7 separate regions of the Mus musculus genome follow, and regions 2, 3, 4, 5, 6 and 7 are each linked to region 1. The links are chromatin contacts, called in public HiCAR-type and promoter capture Hi-C maps. All regions are on one chromosome and are shown on one strand. The core of a region is the stretch at or near the end of the contact, and the rest is flanking DNA. Distances in the headings are between cores, read along the strand shown.

Region 1 (2,613 bases), core at 32-2,531:
AGTATTTGCATTGTGAAAACTATCAAATGTTTTAAATCGGTATTTATGACTTTTTCTAGTTGACTTAAGATTTAAGGATCTATGGCGATGTGTTAATGATGCAAATTAAAGGTGTAGCGTGTGCATTGCCATTCTGTCGTGACTAGCACAGCAACGCAGAAACGATCCCGAGGAACAAAGGCACTTCGTGAAAGGAGAAAGAAGACCAAAAAGCCTTGGCACGTTCAACTATACTAAATGTTGCTAGTGTACTAAATGGCAGGTCAGGTAAATGTGCATGAGTACAGTCAAAAATGAGAGAGAGAGACCTAACTGCTGATTACCAGCAGTGGAGCCGCAGAGCAAAAGACCGAGGTTGTTGAGGAATTGACAAAGTAGGCTCTGGGCTGTTATGTGGAAGCAGGGACACAGTAGCCAGAAGATGAGGCTGGACTCAAGAGGGCTTGTCTTTTTTAAATATGAGGCACTAAAACGTGAAAATATTGTTAGAGAAGGAGAGATGAAAGGCGCAGGAGAGGGTAAAGGAAACTTATGATTCAGAGCAGAACCGTTTGCTATGAGGCTTCAAACCACGTGGGAAATACTTCAATTCTAAGACCCAAGGAGCACAAGGAAACCATTGCTTAAGTCAGGACTTTACTACACCCAGGTGCGAACTGCCAATTAGGAGAGGACTACCAGCCAGTCTCAAACCAATAGCCCTGTGCTGGGATTCAGAGGGAGCCCTGCAAGTGGACACCCTTGTCCTGTGGTTTCCTCCAACTCCAAACCCGTATTCCCGTTCTCTTTACTAAATTTTATTTTTTTCAGCAAATGTGTCTTCACGATTTTGCTATTCCTCTTTACCTATACATCTTGATACTGAGGGACAAGACAGAAATCCTAAGCATGTACCCTTTAGAATGCTCCCTCCATCTCTAAATATTTTAGGGAGAAAAATCTAAAACCACATACTGCATTTAACAGGGTGGAGGAAACCCAATGCGAGAGGTGGGTTAGCAATATCCCCGAAGCTGCAGCTCCTGAGTTAGGGCGAGGCTGGAGTGGGGGTTGGTGAGGTAGAGGAAAGCTTTTCCATCACAGCAGAGCAACTGTGCCAGGAGAGGGGTTTGGGGAACAGAGCATGGAGAAGGATGGTAGCATACTAAGATCGTGAGTATTTAGCGTCTTTCAGCAGGCCAAGATCAAACCAGACACCAGAGCAGAAAGGAGCTGGGGAGGGAACATGTCCCTTGACTTGCCAATCTCTGTCGCTCTCCGCTGTTTCCTTGGTAACGACTTAGTCAGTCGGAAATGACTTAATAGCTCCTTCCCTAGCAACCTTCTTAGGCCCCGCCCCCAACCCTGACCATTCTCACTTTGATGTTTGTTCTGGTAGAAATCTCGCTCTCTTCCAGTCTCAGTGCCATAGAGGCAGAGGACTTGAGAAAGGAACTCAGAGAGATCTCGGGCATGTGACGGGCCTTGCTGAAGGCCTAAGTAACATGAGGTCTCAGACTAACGCTATTTCTAAATTTAAGCTCCTTAGCCTGACACGGGTTTTAAATAGAGGACTTCACAGAACCCGAAAGCACACTGCATATTTAATGCATGCTTTATTGACTTGAATGTTGAATATCCTGCACGCCGACATTACCTCAATGTCAGAGTGTAACAATGTAAAATGAAGAGTATTCAGACCTGCCCAGTTCTATGTTCTTGCATGGAACATAATTTGTGAGGAAGATGAACTTCTAGGAAAATATTTTCCTTACATACTAAATGCATTTTTACGGGGGGTGGGGGCGGAATCTCTGTAGGAAATTCGGTGACAAAGTGAATGTCAAGACCTTCAAAATTATCACAGTTTCCATAAACAGGGCCTTGGGCTTTGGTTCTCCTTCAAGACACTGTGGCCATGCGTAGAGAGAATACTTGTGTGTTGTATGGATGCATCACCTGTCAATTAAAAAGTCTGTGGCCTATGGCTTAGGCAGGAAATGGGAGGTGGAACATCCAGGAGGCAGAAAGGATTCTGGGATAGAGTCCCAAGGGAGAATAGCCCGGGAAGATGTGAGGAGACCGACTCATGGTGCCTGAGCATTGATAGCCAGCCATGTGGCAAAATGTAGGTTAAAATAATGGGTTTATGTCGATTATGTAAGTTATGATCTAGTCAGAGAAAACCCTGGCTTTATGGCCAAGGTATTTGTAAATATATTTTGAGTCTAAGTCTTATTCCTGGGAGCATGAAGCTGGGAGTCAGAACCAGCCACGTGTTAGCACACAGATAGGAGTAAATTTTTTTTTTTTCGAGACAGGGTTTCTCTGTGTAGTTTTGGCTGCCCTGGAACTCACTTTGTAAAAAAAAAAAAAAAAAAAAAAAAAAAAAAAAAAAAGGATTAATTTTCTTGTTTTTGTTTAAATTTTTTTTCCATAAGGGTTTTTTTTTTTTTTTTCCAAGGCAGGGTTTCTCCATGTAGTCCTGGCTGTCTTGGAACTGCAAGGGGAATTGGGGGCAGGGCACAGACCCTCTCCAGCGTTGCAGACTGGGTGTTTTAGGCAAGGGATTGTGGGCTGTGGTTAGGACTTTCCCTCAATCAGCCACAGTCGAGATTTTAACATGTCTTAAAA
Region 2 (2,613 bases), core at 43-2,542, 2.9 Mb after region 1:
TTCCTCTTGGGATTTTCTATTTACCCATCTGTTGGACTCCTTAAAACCCATCTCAGACTAATTTGCTCTTGGAAGCTTTCTTTTACTCTCTGACACAGAAATGGTAATTTTTCACTTGACATATTATTTGTTGGACTGCCCCCATTAAACTGAATTTTCAGATAACAGGGACCATTTTGTTGTTCTGAAGTACATGTGTCTAATACTTAAAGCATCTGGGATTAAGGTCTTAACTGTGGTGGTAATGCAGGCCCTTAATCCGAGCATTTGTGAGGCAGAGGGGCAGAGGCAGGTGAGTTCCAAGCCAGTCTGGTCTACAGACCAAGTTCCAGGACAGCCAAAGATACTTGGGTAAACATTTTTTTTAATTTAGTTTTTAAAATTTAATTAATGGATGGGTGATGTGGGGGCTGCCTTGCCAAAGGTGTCCATTTGAATTATGTATAGGATTTTATCCTTTTGAGACGGACCTTGAGCTTGTCACCCTCCTGCTTCAGCCTCAGTGCTGGGATCACTGATATATGCCATCTCTGACTGACAACATTTAATAGAAGCTAACCTTCTGAGACAAATATCTAAACACAGAACCAGCAAATGTTGCACAAGAGCGGTTGGGATTACACTGGAATACCTTTCCATTTCAAAAACTCTGAAAGCCAGGAATCTAAAACCAGGAACAGCGTATTCCTTCTGAGGGCTCTGAACGGTGAATCTGTTTTCTGGCTGTCTCTGGTTTGAGGAAGTCTCTTTGTATGACATTCTCTCACTTGGATATTGAGATGTCAAAATTTTCCTTTATTTTCCACTTAAGCTAGTGTTTTACTATGTTGCCTAGAACAGATCGGGACTCCTAAAATCAATGCCCCAGCTTCAGCCTGCAGGGTAACTCTAATGACAGTGCATTGCCATCCTTAGCTGGGGTTTCTTTTTGGTTAAGGACACTTTCAATGTGGTACCGGGCTGGAGAACATCTGATAAGGGCACCCAGACATTGGATTTGTCAAACCCAGGACTGTCAAAAATGAAGCGAAAGAAGAAGACACAAACTAACCTGGCAATTTAAAAATCCAGGCCTCTGGCTTCTCACCCACCCACTGGCCCCAGGTATTTCTGACTGCCTAGCGAAGACTGAACAGCAGGGGGCGCTAGTGTTTGCCTCCAAGTCGGCCGAAGGGTGCCGCGAGTCGAAACCACTCCCAGGAGTGCTTTCGGCAGGGAGGGCCGAGTTTGCACTGCGCAGCCGCGGGGGCGGGACTGGCCTCGGTCCCGGAAGCCGGAACCGCTAGCTTGTGAGTCTTCGGTCCGAAGACCATGAGCGCGGCGGGTGACCTTCGTCGCCGCGCGCGACTGTCGCGCCTCGTGTCCTTCAGCGCGAGCCACCGGCTGCACAGGTGGGGTGTGCCCACGTGTGTCACCGCACGCGCGGGTCTTGTCCCGCTATGTCCCTGGGGGGCGTGGCCACGCGCGTGGGTTAGAGCCGAGCTGGGGCGGGCCGAAGAGGAAATGGTGAAGGTGCGGAGCTGCACTACCGGCACTCACCCGGGAGAGGGCGGTATAGCTCCGATCCCGGAGGATCCACTCTGGAGAGTTTCCCTCCAGAGGTTGCCCACATCCAGAGGTACAATGACAGGAGCATGGGCTACCGGGTGCAACCCAAGGTAGTTTTCATCCCCCTTTTACCAAAAAAGTAAAACCAGCCTTGATACTTTCCAAAGGAGCAACACAGTCGGGAATTGAATCCCAGAGAAACAAGACCGCACCTGAGAGTTGGTTTCAAAGGGAGCTTCGTTACTCACTTGAAGGTTTGCTCTTTGGATCTGCATGTCATCATCAGAGAACGGCCTTTTCTAACAACAGGGTTGTCATAGGGAACAGCTGACACTTGTCATCCCTCTACCCCCACCCCTCCGTGTGGTCAAGTTGGGTACAGTGAGAATTTTCTTCAAAAGTCTTGTGAGCTGTACTGCTCTAAGTGCGCAGTAGGAGAGAGTGAAGGGGATAAGAAAGAGTTTAAAGAATTTAAATAAAAAGTTGTGTTTGTGTGTGCTTGTGTGCTGTGTGCACAGCTTGCACGAAAGAGTCTGTGGAAGCCAAAAGAGGATTCCTTGAAACTGGAGTTACAGGCTTCTGAGCTGTCACGTGGGTGGGCTGGGACCTGAACCCTGGTCTTCTGCAGTAGCAGTAAGCACTCTTAACTGCTAAGCCATCCTTCCGGCCTCTCAAAAGGGATTTTTATAATAGGAAGCTTACACACAAGGTTAGTAAGGATGCACAGATAAGTTGACTGATACAGATTCATTAAGCTAATTGTTTTCTGTCTGGAATGACAGCCATGTGTAGTAAGTTTAAAGTTTCACCTGACTTGAGTGTCCTGGAACACATTGGTAAGGTTTCCACTAGGCAACTGCTGAGGCAGAGGAGGGCAAGATTGTGAAAAGAAGAGCCTGAGGTCATTATTTGTCAGGAGGAATGACGTTTTTAAGCCGCTGGAGGATATGTATGTCTTCGTGCTTATCACTGCTCCTTGCTTCATCTCTTATCCCATAGCTAATACTCAGGGCTTGTTGAATTGGAAGGTGGAGCCGGGATGTAGCACAGTAGGTAGAGTGCTTG
Region 3 (2,613 bases), core at 80-2,579, 2.9 Mb after region 1:
TTCATTCCATCAAGTTACATGTTTGTTTGAGGCAGGACCTATGAAACCCTGGATGGCCTAGAACTCACTCTGTAGGCCAGGCTGTCCTTAAGCTCTCAGAGAATTCCAGCTGCTCTGCATAGATTGCTAGAATTAAAAGAAAAGAAAAAACAATAACAAAATAATGGGGTGCTGAATCTCATTTTTTGTTATTTTTGCTTCCAAGCAGTGTTTGTTATTTAGGTTCTCAAAGATACTTGTTAAAATAATAAAATTATGTACTGTGATATGTATTTATGGTCTCCTGTCTGTGCTTTATTGTGAGAGAATGCTTTTCATAAAACTAATGAATATCACCTTTAATTTCAGCACTCAGGAGGCAGAGGCATGTGGATCTCTGTGAGTTCGAGATCAGCCTGGTCTACAGAGTGAGCTCCTAGACAGCCAGGACTATACAGAAAGACCCTGTCTTGAAAACCCAGCTCAACGCAAACTAAACCAAAAACAACGCCCCTCCCACCCCAAACACCTAATGAATGTAAAAGAAAAGGGATGAGAGGAAAGGGAAAAGGGTGAGCTATTGCCTGCCAGTCTAAATTGAAACTTCATTCTGTCTGAATCATTTCAGAGGAGAGAAGTTGTACAATGAACCCCTGAATCTGGTTCCATGGACTTAGCGGCAGGTGGGGGCAAATTCCAATAAGGAATGGTTAAGGAGGGAGGCTATTATTGGTCCAATTTTAATGTCAAAGGTTAGAGTTGGTTAGGACACTTGCCATAGAACTGAGACTAAGTTAGTGTTTTGAGCCCCGCCTCTCCTTTTCCCTCCCCTCCAGTCCCATTTGATCTCAGAGCCAGGGACAACCCAGGCTCATTATTTACTTAATCAGGCCAGTGGCTGCAGATTCAGAAATCTCAAGACCTGAGTTAAGAACTGAGTTAAATACTATTTCTCAACTGTTTCTGCGTTTCCTCAGCAGCCTTCTTGACACCGCAGGGTTCTTCCTGTGGCAGTGTACCATCGCCCAGGTAGGGGACTCCCCTCTACCCGTTCCTTTCCTGGGCCACTTACCAGTCTGCAGTTGGACTGCTGCGCCCGGGGCCTGAGGATTATAGCAGGCTTCCAAAGCCTCTTTGTGTGATGCAGGCAGCACACCACAGGGGAGAAGTGAAAGCAAGCTTGTTTTACCAACCACAGGATTGGTGTACTCATCGTTGTGGGAACAGCCAGTGTTCAGTCAGCTAATGTGACGCACTGGGGCAGGATTCAGCCCAGAGATCTGATTTGTCCTGGATGCCTCAAAGGGTTTTTCTCTATCCTGAGTTTTCCCAGCTGAAAACCACTGCTTTGTATTCGGATGCAAATGTTTGGTTCTCCTATTTGCATTCTGGGGAACTGTCTCAAACCCTGTGGTTTTTGTTCTGTAGCTTTCTATTATAGTTACTACTTCAAGGATTTATTTTCAGTGATTGGTTAATTATAGAACTGCCAGAAATGGCAACAATATGCACAGTTAATTATAAAGTTATTTAACCATAGTAACTTATATAGTATGCTGTATTGTATGTAAGGCAGCATGCTAGGTGCTAGGAGTGGGGAGGTATAGCTAGACTTTGTATTCAAAGAATACTGCCAGGAGAGGTTGTAAAGTGCACTGGCCTTTTATCACACAGGACAGCAAGATAAGGGCCACCAGAAAGCTCTCCGAAGTTGTAGCGAGGAAATGGGAATTCGGTGCTTAAGAAGCAGGTGACCCAGAAATTGGAACTTGAAGGTTGAGTTGCATATGCAAGTTTCATCTGAAGGAGATGAGAAATATCCTAAGTGAAGAGAATAGAATGGTCATGAGACTAGGGAGCAATCCAGCTAGGCTGGAGTGAACAGCTAGGGTGGGCTGAGGGCCATACGAGGTCTTTAAGTGCCTCGCCTGCTCAGGTAGTTTCAACAATTACAAGTGATTTGTGATTGAATGGATGGAATTCACATGGAGGAATGAATGATGCAGCCAGATTTACATGTAGGAGATTTAATATTCACATTATTGCACTGGTGGAAAAGCATCTTCCCCGCTCATCCAGATAAATTAGAATCTCTAGACCTGATGAGAGCTGGAGGCAATTGTCTGAGGTCTCTAACCCTTAAGATGGTCCAGTGGCTCCAGGAACTCATCTCACTAAGTTTCTCTTTCCAGACTTCAACTGAGAGGCTGCCAAGAAAGAGTCAAGGGCCTGAGTTAGGCAGCAGGAAGTGACACATAGGAAGGAGAAGTTGAGGTACCAGGGCTGAGGAAGATGGGCTTCGGATAGGAAAAAATCTGTAGTCCCAGGAGAGAGACTGATGAAGACAGAGTTACCCGTGCAGAATTTTGAGCCTGGGGAATTTATATGTAAGCCACAGAGTCATCTTTTTTTCAAATTTCCCCTACTGGCCTGTGCCACTGGGGTCAGAAGAACTGTGCTGTAAGGAGAGTGAGCAAAATGAATTCAGTGCCCACAGAGAGACTGAAGCGAGATGTTTGCTGGTGGAAGAGCTGATTCAGAAGAGGAGATAAAGAGTTGAGAGTCGGGTCGAAGACATAACTGGAGAACTTACGAATCAAGATGAGATTACTAAGGGCCAACGTTGAAATTAAA
Region 4 (2,613 bases), core at 78-2,577, 2.8 Mb after region 1:
ATGTGGTTTCATTTTCTGTTCAGAGAGTTTTAGTAAACTTCTCTTGTGTTAAAGTAGCGCTAGAAAAGGCTACTGTATCCCCTGGCTAACCCAGAGTAGTTTTACTGAAGACCTCTCCTTCCTTGCATCAGTTCTACATACTAGGATCTTGGTCTGTATGCAGAGTTGAGGTTCTGGGTTGACACAGAGCTGTTTGCCATCTTTCAACTCCTGCTGAATGAAGTTCCGGTAGCGCTCGGGGTCATTTTCAGCCAAATCATCGAGCATATTCCAGAACTGGGAAATGTGGGTAAGAAGACCCTTTGAGGACACCGTCATGATGGTGATGAGACAGGCCTTTGGAACCTGCAGAGAGACAGGACTTGAGAAAAGGCATGTAAGGTATTTACTGCCCTGTTTCTTCTTTCAGGGAAGGAGGAAGGCTTTTGCAAGTGTGCTGCGGGTCTTAACTAAAAGATTGCACACCCATACTGCTTTATCTTGGCTTTCCTACAGTCTGTGAGTAGAACCACTTCCTAAATTCCTACGTTGTACCTGTACTTCCGTCTGGTCTTCATAAATACAGAGGGAACAGAAAGGACTTTTGTTCCAATAGTTGGATATTGGCTGACTTGGTGCCTTCCAGACCTGGAATTGTGAGGTAGGGGTGTGTGTGTGTGCGTGAAAGAAAGACGGGTAGAGAGACTGGGGTCGGGGGAGACAGATACATAGACAGACAGTATAGTAGTTAAAAGTAGGCGCACTGGAGCCAGTATGCTTACGTTCTTGCAAACTTCAGACATCTATGTTGCCTTGAGCAAGCAGTGTATATACTCAAAATAAAGATGAGGGGGCTGGAGAGATGGCTCAGCGGTTAGGAGCACTGACTGCTCTTTTAGAGGTCCTGAGTTCAAATCCCAGCAACCACATGGTAGCTCACAATTCTATAATGAGATCTGGCGCCTCTTCTGACATAGAGCTATATATGCAGAACACTGTATATAATAAATAAATGAATCTTTAAAAAAAAGATAAGGATTAAGAACACTAATATTTAAAGCTGGAACATTATGTGAGAGCAATAGTCAAAGATTCCGCCCTCCTTCAATCACCCTCCTTCTGCAAAAGAGAAAGTTCCCAATATTTTTAAAAAGAGGTTTAGAGTCTTCAAATTATATATTAAAGTTAGATTAAATCAACAACGAATACACACTTAATCCAAACGTGGGGGAAACGCGCACGTCTTCTCTCAGTTTGCCGACAAACTGCGACTCCGGTTACCATGGTAACCAGTCCCGGTACACCATCTAACTGGGTCCGGAGAGCGCAAAGTAGAGCTGTGTCTCTATATCCAGTTCCGGTTCTCTTCTCCGGGTCCGGACTGGCTCCTCCGCAGGCCGTCCCGCTTGTCTCTCGGGAGAGCGCCGCCTTCCTTCCTGCACCCGTCAGCTTCCACGGCGACCGGCGAGCCCGCTCTGTGGGAGTCTCCGGTGGGAGGGAAGCGTTTCTCCGGAGCACGACTTCCGGCCCGGAAGGAAGCCGCCACCTTTTCTCCCACCCCGCCACGCGAGGCTGCGGCGCACGGTATGGGTGTGTGTGTGTGTGTGTGTTTGTGTCGGGAGGGCGTTGCGAGGGAAGGCCGCCGAGAGCGCCGGGGCTGCGGCGGGGCAGGGAGCCCGCTGACAGACATGGGGGCGCTTTCCCCCACGTCCCCTTGGAAACCTCAAGCTCCCCCCGAGGCACTCTAGATACTTCCTGGGGCCCAACGGAAGGCCGTGCCCAAGCCCTGTGTCCCCATTCTGTCCCGGGAGTGAAAGCGAGCCGCCGGGCGCCGGCCCAGCCCAGCGAGAGCGGGGAATGCCCCGGTCCGCCCGCCCGCAGGCCGCTTTCCGCGCCTGCGCCTCCTCTGGCCTGGGTCCCCGAGAGCGAGCCGCCGGGCGGGCTCGGCTGGGGGAAGGCAGCCGTAGCCTGGGCCTCGGGTGAGGAGGGCACAGTAACCGGTGGGAAGGCTGCGTTTTCACGAAGGACTCGGGTGAAGCTGCAGAGCTGCCTTTCAGCCCTGACTCCTTGGCTTCCTGGGTCGGAGGAGATCTTGTAATGGAGTGGTTCTTCGTCTCACACTAACAGGATGCCTGATTTCCTCAGGATCGAGGGGTGAGTGAGCATCGGGACAGTGGCACCAAGCCCCTGCTAGCTACACATGTGAATATCGTTGTCTTCTGGGTTTTGGAAAGTTCCGTACAGTGTAGGAAACAAAATGTCCTGAGTAGAGATATTTAGGTCATCTAAAAACTTTTTTACAATTCAGTTTATTTTTTTACTGTTGACATACGTGGTGTTTGATGCCTTCAAATCTTCGTGTTTATATCTTTGCAAGCGAATTTTGGGGAGTTTTGAGATTTGATTTCTAGCCGGGACACTAACACACCCGTTGCCTGAGTCCATGCAGCCTGGGGGCAGGTTACGGCTTTAAGGAATTTGATTTTGAGGAGTTGGGGTAGAGTCCAAACTCGGGGATCCCCATAGGTTAAAAGGCCAACCGAAAATGTCTGGGGAATCATATTGTATCTGTATCGATCACGTACAGACCTTTCCCACTTTGGTCATTATTTTAATCTCCATCGTAACATTTAC
Region 5 (2,613 bases), core at 43-2,542, 2.7 Mb after region 1:
GGTTAGCATATACACAGAAAATAATGTCATAATTTAATATATATATATATATATATATATATATATATATATATATATATATATTATATATATACATAGAATAGGAAAATCTAGGGAGACATTTACTGGAAAATTTAGTCCTAATCTCAAACCAAAATTCACTGATTGATTTTCTATGAAATTCAAATCAGCCACGGCAATTTTAAAATCCAAATACTCATAACAATTCAACCTAAAGATTATACTACTATAATGTTTATATAGAAGGGATAACTGTGGGAAATGTCTTTCTGCAATTAAATCATTATGCTCACGTGAGAGCAGAACACTTTGTACAGTAAAACCAGTGCGAATCACACCATACACGGGGAATCTGTGCCAAGGTGTTTCAGGCAGTGTTGGCTGGCCTCGTGTGACACCGAGGGCATGGCAGTACAAAGGGCACGGGTGTCCTCACAGCCACAGCTGCAGCGACGCGGTAGGATTCAGTGTAGGCAGCAGTAGTGAGAAACAACCTAGGTTGGCGCGGCTGGGTTCGGCAGCTTTTCACTGTTGCCATTTTTTTTCTTTTGACCCCACATTGTTACTCCATAGTTTAAGAAAGGTTTCTGTTGTTGTTTTCCTATTGAATTCACAGAACTGCGGGACAGCACGACAACGACTTTCGCAAAGTTGTATCTTAAACCTTTCTTTAAAAAAAAAAAAAAAAAGAATCTCAGTATGTAGCCCAAGCTGGCCTGGCAATGAACAGCATTAAACCAGGCTGTCCTGGAATCTAGGGTTCCACCTGCCTCTGTCTCCGTAATGCTATAATTAAAGGAATGTGTGTGTGTTAAAATATTTTCGCTATTTAAGAGGATACGGTGGAAATCTGGGGGTAATAAAACTGCTTTTTACAAACAAGTATCTTTATAGAGGAAATATAATTAGTCTTCTGTGACTAACTGGAAATGTGAAAATGTACCTTTCTCTTGGCTGCCCTTCACATCATTTGGCTGAAAACCCTGCTGCTCCCGTTTCCGGTGGGTTAGGGACCTAGGACAGCCTGCACGGGGCGGGCTCTGCAGCCAAGGGTCACCCCCTGATCCCCCGTCACTCGAGGGCCTTTCCTTTCTCCAACTTTCCAAGGTGCGCCCGCACCCATCGACCTAAAGCTTTGCATTACTGTCAGCCCGGGCTCTTTTCCCCAGCTTTTTCTTAAAGCAAAGGCGGTCGTTCCCTTTGGCACCGCCTCCCTGCCCTCAGGCTGCAGCCGGTCCGACTCTCGGGTCCCTTAGAGCGGCCCTGGTCCGTACTTCCCATCCTCTGCGACACCTCTCCTAGGGCCTTTCCCGTTTCTCCCAAACGTGCACCGCCCCCGCACTGCCTCGCAGCGCCTTCGTCACCGCAGATCCTAAGCGGCAGCCTCCCGTCCCTCTCGGGTGTCTCCGACGCGTCCCCCCCGCAGAGGGGCACGGAAACCCTACGTTCCGGTCGCCCGTCCAAGCAGCCGCTTTTACGACACTGCGCGACCGCAGTGCGCGGCTGACGGCAGAGCCGCGCTGCTCTTGGAGAGGTCACTCCGGAGACGGCGGAGCCTTTGGGGCGTGGGGGTCGGTGGCAGTAATGTGGCGCGTCTGTGCGCGGAGGGCGCGGAGTGCTGTGCCCAGGGATGGGTTCAGGGCTCGGTGGGCGGCCTTGAAGGAAGGCCCCGGGGCCCCATGCGGGAGCCCGCGGATTGGCCCCGCTGCGGTCCGTTGCGGTAGTGGGATCCCCCGCTATGGGGTCCGCTCCTTGTGCGGCTGGAGCTCCGGCTCCGGCACTGTCCCGCGTAACCGCTTGCTGCGACAACTCCTGGGGTCGCCCAGCCGCCGCTCTTACAGCCTCCCTCCGCATCAGAAGGTGAGTGACCCACCCTGGAGCCTGTTGTCCTTCAGAGCCCGCTCCTTGGCGTGGGGAATCCTCCTTGAGAGGCCTCCGACAGCCAGCTCCCTCCCAGATCTATTACGGTCCCTCGCCCAAGACCTTCCCAGTGGGCATCTTTTCTATTGAAAGAGGTCTAAGCCTGCGGCTATGGGCAAAAGGTCTGAGAAGTCTCACGTGCTTTCTCAGATCCACTAGACTGACTGGAGGATCAACCTGCCTCTGAAAGTCATGAATTTCTGGAGTGCTAGATCTCCCTTTGTATCTCCAGTGAACAGTTTGAAATGTGACTCAGTAAATACTCTGCATGAACTTGGGTGGAATGAAAGCACGCCGAGGGCTAAGTATGCCTGTTTAAATGTATGCTTCTTTTTCTGCAGGTTCCATTACCTTCCCTTTCCCCTACAATGCAGGCAGGCACCATAGCCCGCTGGGAAAAAAAAGAAGGGGAAAAAATCAGTGAGGGTGATCTAATTGCAGAGGTAAGTCTTAAAACACGCAGATTTTACCTAAGGGAGTGGCTTTGCTGAATAGACTAAAGCTTAGCCTTCTGGTAGGTAGTTTCCTCTTTCTCTTTAAGAAGCAGCTCCCCTCCCACCTCCCCATTTATTAGAGATGATTGGTTAGCTACGTTGTCAGCAGCTAGCTAAATTGTTTTTGAGATCACGGTGTAACTCTGGCTGGCCTGCAATGCTCAGAGATATCCCCCCC
Region 6 (2,613 bases), core at 75-2,574, 2.7 Mb after region 1:
AGGATGAAAGGAATGTAGTTAATAGTAGGATACGGAATGGCCTGCAGGATTGGAACATGAGATAGTAGAATACAATGCTTAGCCATCTGATCACTGAGAACAATAGTAGTAACAATGGTTAAGACTTACTGAGGGCGTCCCATGCGTCTGGCCTGTTCAGAAGCTTTGTACACACATACCTCATTCAGTTATCACAGCCCTATGAAGTGGCCACTCTCAGGCCCGTTTTTCCCAAGATGAGGAGGAATTCAGAATCCAGTGTACTCCATGGAGTTCAGGGCTGACTATGAATATTCCAGGACAATACTCAAAATGCCAAGAAAATATTGAAGATCGGAATTGCAGGTTTCAAAGATTTTCTTAGAGACATATTCTCCCTTCTCTCTTTCCTTTCTTTCTCTCTTGTTTGTTTCTGTTTATTTAAGACAGGGTACCTCTATGAATTCTATGAATTCCTGGCTGTCCTGAAACTTGCTCCTGTAGCCCAGGCTGGCCTCAAACTCTCAGAGATCCTCATCCTCCTGCCTCCCGAGTGCCAGGAGGTATACACCATACTCAACCTGGTAACATATTGTCTCAGGGGAATTCATTCAGCTGCCTCATAGTTTCTGGCCAGGGAAGAGTGAATCCAATTTTGGGTCATTGGAAGCAGAAGCTACAAGCAGGGGTAAGTAGAGATTTCATGGTCCTGGACTGGGGAGAGAACATTGAGTGCTCCGTGCCAATCAGTTAGCCATCTGGTTTATACCAGAAAGAGGATTAAGTAATACATTCAGTACTTATGCCTTGGTGTGCTGGAAATCTAGATGGTAAATGGTTAGGAGATATGCGCACATTATTAATTCTAGTCGTGGGAATATGAGAGCATTCCATTTTCCTACATTTCAGGTTCCAAAAGCCTCTAGGATTCAAACCCAAATTGAGGACATCAGAAACTAGTACCAATTACCTTGACAGTGAAACTCAAACCTGAGTGTGGTAGGGCAAACGTAGTGGCCGAGCTTTGACTCCCTTATGGAGGGTCTATTTCAAAGGCCGTGCGATACAGAGAGACACATTTCCTATGGAAACTCAGAGCCCTTTTGTATCTCAGGTTTCTTTATAAATCGAAGCTTGCAGCTTCATCAAAAGGAGTTTCAAATCCCTAAGGTGAGATAACTCTCACCTGGAGCCCGTGTGTCTTCCTGCCCTTTGGCTGCGAACAGTCACTTGGGAATCATTCCACCAGGTGGCTTCCAAGGTCCAACCTACTCGGTTGAAATCTGATCCTGACAGACTTCCTGGGAGCCGTTGCCGTTCGCTCAGCCGGGAACCAGGAAATGCGCAAACCTCTTTATGTCTGAAAACCAGCTGGGCTCCCTGGGAGACACAACCGCCATGGGAAACCGGCTCTGCTGTGGGGGAACCTGGTGAGTAGGGCCGAAAGGTGGAGGGGACCGCCTCCGGTGGTGGATATGAAACCCTGAGAATCAGACAGCCTGGAGACCGTCCGTGCCTTCCTCCACCTGCCACGTCCTAGGTGGAGCAGAGAGCGGTGCCTTAGGACGCTTGGAAAACACAGCAAGCTGGAGAGTGGCCAGAGGTTGGCTGCACCGGTGGGCCAGCCTGGTTTCTCTCTTCTCTCCTTTCCTTCCTTCCGATGCTCTCTCCTTTTTTATTCTTCCGCAGATCATAATAACGGGAGCATTGGAGTGCTCTCTATGTGCAGTCACTTTCTAATCTGGGTTAATTGTCCCAGGTCTTCTGTGAGTGAGTGGTCTTACCGTTGTTCCCATCTTGGCCGGTTAAGGAGCGGAGGCTCAGAGAAGGTAGTGTCAGTCACATGGCTAGTAGCTTAGCAGGTAAAACAAGATTCCAAGCGCGGAGGCTAGACTTCAGGGCCCATACTTTCCTCACTAGGTAATCAGAGATGTGACCATGGATTGAGCAACTGAATTTGGACAAATGTTTGTTTGAAACTGCAGAAGTGGGAAGGAAGAGAATCCACTGGAACTGTGAATATAACTTTCATGCTATTTGCTGTGTGGCCTCATGCAGTCCAGTCAATTCACTGGGTCCTCGATTTTTTTAAAAATATACAGTCCCTATTATTTGTATCATAGGTTGGTTTTAGAGATCGAAAGCTAGTAAGAACAAAAAATACAAAATAAAAACAACAGCAACAACAACAAAAAACCCCACCAAATAATAGATTATTTGTGGTTTTTGTAACTTTCCCCCCAGGGTGTTCACCACCACTACAAACTCCCAAATATGGCTTCATCCTGTCAGCTGCCTCTTAGCTATATGATCCATGTCTGGGTCAGAGTTCAAAGAATACTTATTTACAGGTAAACATCACATGTAGAGAGAAAAGTGAGATACATTGGAAAGCACCTAAAATTTGAAAACAATACTAGACTCCAGTCCTGTGCCTGCTAGTTTATTAATCTAGTTGGTTATTAAACAAATATCAACTGAGCATGTGCTGGGTACCAGGAAGTGACAGATACAGAAGTCAGCAATAAAAGGAAACTTGGATAAACATGGTAGTGAATGCCTTTGATCCCAGCTATTGAAAGGCAGAGGCAGGCCATTTCAGGATAGCCAAGGTTACATAGAGAGACCCTGTCT
Region 7 (2,613 bases), core at 35-2,534, 2.6 Mb after region 1:
GGCCATGTGACTCTTAAATCCAATCTTGTCGTCATCAAGCTATACTGACTCTTACGATTTGCATTTTTTAAAACCTTTTTGAGGTGGGCTGAAAGATTCAGCAGTTAAGAGCACTAGCTGTTCAAAAGTTCAATTTTCAGTACCCATATGATGGCGACACCAATCAGTACTCTAGTCCCAGGGGAACCAATGTCCTCTAAGGAGGCACACAACTGTTGCACAGACATGCATGCCGACAAAACACCCATATCCATATTTAAAAACACACACACACACACACACACAATTTGGGTAATGGTGCTTGCCACCAAGCCTAGTAGCCAAAGTTCTATCTCCTGGATACACGATGGAAGGAGGACCCGCTTCTGTAAGTTGTTCTCTGACCGCCACACTCATACACACACTAATTTTTGAAAAATAAACTTGCCTTTTCCTTGTAATTTATACTTTAACATCTAGGGTTATACGTAAATCTTTAAGACAAGATTATGGTTTTCTCTGGGTTTTATCTTCTTTCCTCGTGTATTCTAGCAACTTATTTCCCCAACGACAAAGTTTGTGTGCAGTGATTTGGTTATGGGAACCTGGAAACATTTTCTATGCCAGGACTCGTCTTGCCTCACCTCTGGAAAAACTTGGCAAGCAGTTCCCTGTTCTTAGCTACTCCAGCTTTTCGTCCACAGTGCGGGAAGTTGAAATAAATTCGATCAAAATCCCTATCGTCGGCTGGCAAGGCATGTGACAGCTGGGTACAGTCCACACCAAAACGCACTTCGACACCTGGCAAGGTTTAAAGGCGTGAAATAGAGACCAAAAGACGTCTTAAGATCTGTAAACCTGGACAAACACCACCACTCAATGCATGGTTGGGTTGCCAACAATGCAGCCCAGCCCAGACCTGAGCACACACGCGCATCCGCCTGAGCGCCCCCAGGAGGCGCCCTCGAGTTCCCCGCGCGAGCCACACCCTTACGCTCCGGGCGGGCCCTCGGGGCGGGCTGGGACTTGCTACCTCGTTCGCGCAGGCGCTTTAGGTTCTCTAGCGCTACCGGATCTCCCTCCAGAGCCGCCCGGTGCTGGAAGCCGGTAGCGGTAACACTGACGCTGGGATCCAGGCCGTCGATCAGAGAAGCGGCGAAGGAGAAATTCCCCTCCCCGACCAACAGGAGGCGCCGGGGAAGCATGGTCTCCTCCGGCTTACCTGCCGGCGCTCTCCGGGGCGCACATTTCTTACGTCACTTCCTTCGCGTGGGCCTCGTCTCCCTCCCCTCCCCACTCCACCCGGCACTAAGTGATGACGCATCAACAGCTTGTTACCAGGATAAACATTTGGAGCTACTGCTCGGGAGCTTCGAGCGGGGAAGTAAAATGGAGCTCTTGGCCTTGCCCCTTCACCTTTGTGCGCCTCCAAAGGCTCGTTTTCTTTTCAGTACTCGGACGGCCCAACACGGACGGCCCTGAGCGTCTTCGCCATTCTTGCTTGAAGCATAACTGTCACTAACTGAGGGGTGAGACGAGTCCTGCGTATTCCAGAGGCTCAGGACGCTGTAACTGCACCATCTCCTGACATGGCTGTCTCCTGTTCTCTCAACCACTCAACATATCTCCAGGTGTTTATATATCCTATTTTCAAGAAGTAACATTGAACGCCTGTCTTGTTCCATAGCACTGTGAGAGCAACTAGGTGTATGGATGAACTGGAAGTGGCCTGCCTGCTGTCAGATGACAAATGCACACAGCAGAAGAGGCAACTCGAATAGAATGGGGTGTGTACCCACCGTGAGTGAAGGAATTCGGGATACTATGAATGAAGCATACACAAGGGGAAGCCCTACGAAGCTGGGGAAGGGAGACATAGATTCCCTGAAGTTAGCCTGAGCTGAAAGCTAGTTGGGGGAGGGGAGCTCGTTTTAGTTAGGTAAAAAGGATTAAAAAGGCAGAAGGAACAATGTTCATAAAATCATAGTTAAAAAAAAAAAAAAGTTATGTTTGACTGGTTGAACACAGTTGGCCGGGAGACGGACTAGCAGGTGACACTGTAGAGTTAAAAAGGAAGCCAGACCAAATTGAGTGTTTTAACCATTTAATAGCCTAGACCCTATTCTGAGAATATAGAAATATATTATAGAATATAGAAAGCCACTAAATGACAGCCAGCAGGAGGTCTCAAAATGTAAAATGAAAAACTTTGAATTCATTTGAGAAAAAATGAAGCTACTTTATTGATTTGGTAAGGGCTTTTTGTCCTTGACAATCCTGATCAGGTGACCTTCAGAAAAATCAACTTTCCTCCCAAAATCACGTTTGAAAAGACAATCTAGCACTCTAACATTGATCAGATGGGCGTGTCTATCTGGAAGTAGTTAGCTAAAAACTGAAAACCAGCCACCACAATAACCAAGTATAGCCAGCTGTGGTGGCACACACCTTTAGTCCCAGTACTTGGGAGGCAGAGGCAGGTAAATTTCTAAGTTCAAGGCCAGCCTGGTCTACAGAGTGAATTCCAGGACAGCCAGGGCTACACAGAGAGACCCTGTCTCGGAAAAAGGCCAAGTATTCCATTTCTCATTACTAATGAATGATTCCCATCTCAAGAACCCACCCTGGGCTGAC

The links. Promoter capture Hi-C pulls out the DNA fragments that hold promoters and counts their contacts. HiCAR-type assays count read pairs that join an accessible place to other places.
Region 2: a promoter capture Hi-C map of pre-B cells shows a contact between it and region 1, with 3 times the contacts expected there. The contact joins the promoter of Pts here to the promoter of 4930550C14Rik in region 1.
Region 3: a contact with region 1 is called in a promoter capture Hi-C map of hippocampal neurons, with 6 times the contacts expected there. The contact joins the promoter of Il18 here to the promoter of 4930550C14Rik in region 1. A contact is called at or near these places in 2 of 39 promoter capture datasets (hippocampal neurons and liver).
Region 4: a contact with region 1 is called in a HiCAR-type map of astrocytes, with 3 times the contacts expected there. The contact joins the promoter of Nkapd1 here to the promoter of 4930550C14Rik in region 1. A contact is called at or near these places in 1 of 39 promoter capture datasets (pre-B cells) and 2 of 115 datasets of contacts at active chromatin or transcription factors (astrocytes and embryonic stem cells).
Region 5: a contact with region 1 is called in a promoter capture Hi-C map of pre-B cells. The contact joins the promoter of Dlat here to the promoter of 4930550C14Rik in region 1. A contact is called at or near these places in 2 of 39 promoter capture datasets (the C10 cell line and pre-B cells).
Region 6: a contact with region 1 is called in a promoter capture Hi-C map of stem cell-derived epiblast-like cells, with 2.6 times the contacts expected there. The contact joins the promoter of 2310030G06Rik here to the promoter of 4930550C14Rik in region 1. A contact is called at or near these places in 5 of 39 promoter capture datasets (cranial neural crest, hippocampal neurons, pre-B cells and 2 more) and 1 of 115 datasets of contacts at active chromatin or transcription factors (astrocytes).
Region 7: a contact with region 1 is called in a HiCAR-type map of astrocytes, with 4 times the contacts expected there. The contact joins the promoter of 1110032A03Rik here to the promoter of 4930550C14Rik in region 1. A contact is called at or near these places in 3 of 39 promoter capture datasets (embryonic stem cells, hippocampal neurons and liver), 1 of 115 datasets of contacts at active chromatin or transcription factors (astrocytes) and 1 of 9 other capture datasets (pancreatic islet).

What each region holds. Positions count from the first base shown.
Region 1 is chr9:53,403,954-53,406,566 of GRCm38.p6, reverse strand. 4930550C14Rik (RIKEN cDNA 4930550C14 gene) reads right to left here and starts at 1,281. Exons shown (of 9, transcript NM_001376944.1): 1 at 955-1,281.
Region 2 is chr9:50,527,335-50,529,947 of GRCm38.p6, reverse strand. Pts (6-pyruvoyl-tetrahydropterin synthase) reads left to right here and starts at 1,292. Exons shown (of 6, transcript NM_011220.3): 1 at 1,292-1,391. The coding sequence starts at 1,312.
Region 3 is chr9:50,553,416-50,556,028 of GRCm38.p6, reverse strand. Il18 (interleukin 18) reads right to left here and starts at 1,329. Exons shown (of 7, transcript NM_001357221.1): 1 at 1,052-1,329. Bco2 (beta-carotene oxygenase 2) reads left to right here and starts at 891. Exons shown (of 12, transcript NM_133217.3): 1 at 891-1,008.
Region 4 is chr9:50,616,178-50,618,790 of GRCm38.p6, reverse strand. Nkapd1 (NKAP domain containing 1) reads left to right here and starts at 1,327. Exons shown (of 6, transcript NM_212449.2): 1 at 1,327-1,563. It overlaps Pih1d2 (PIH1 domain containing 2), which reads right to left and starts at 1,470. Exons shown (of 6, transcript NM_028300.2): 1 at 1,193-1,470; 2 at 142-345. The coding sequence starts at 318.
Region 5 is chr9:50,658,459-50,661,071 of GRCm38.p6, reverse strand. It overlaps Dlat (dihydrolipoamide S-acetyltransferase (E2 component of pyruvate dehydrogenase complex)), which reads left to right and starts at 1,292. Exons shown (of 14, transcript NM_145614.4): 1 at 1,292-1,881; 2 at 2,283-2,384. The coding sequence starts at 1,606.
Region 6 is chr9:50,745,238-50,747,850 of GRCm38.p6, reverse strand. 2310030G06Rik (RIKEN cDNA 2310030G06 gene) reads left to right here and starts at 1,324. Exons shown (of 4, transcript NM_025865.3): 1 at 1,324-1,409. The coding sequence starts at 1,378. It also overlaps a transcript of Cryab not described here.
Region 7 is chr9:50,766,855-50,769,467 of GRCm38.p6, reverse strand. It overlaps 1110032A03Rik (RIKEN cDNA 1110032A03 gene), which reads left to right and starts at 1,284. Exons shown (of 4, transcript NM_023483.4): 1 at 1,284-1,610. The coding sequence starts at 1,569. Fdxacb1 (ferredoxin-fold anticodon binding domain containing 1) reads right to left here and starts at 1,230. Exons shown (of 5, transcript NM_198675.2): 1 at 1,013-1,230; 2 at 624-780. The coding sequence starts at 1,184.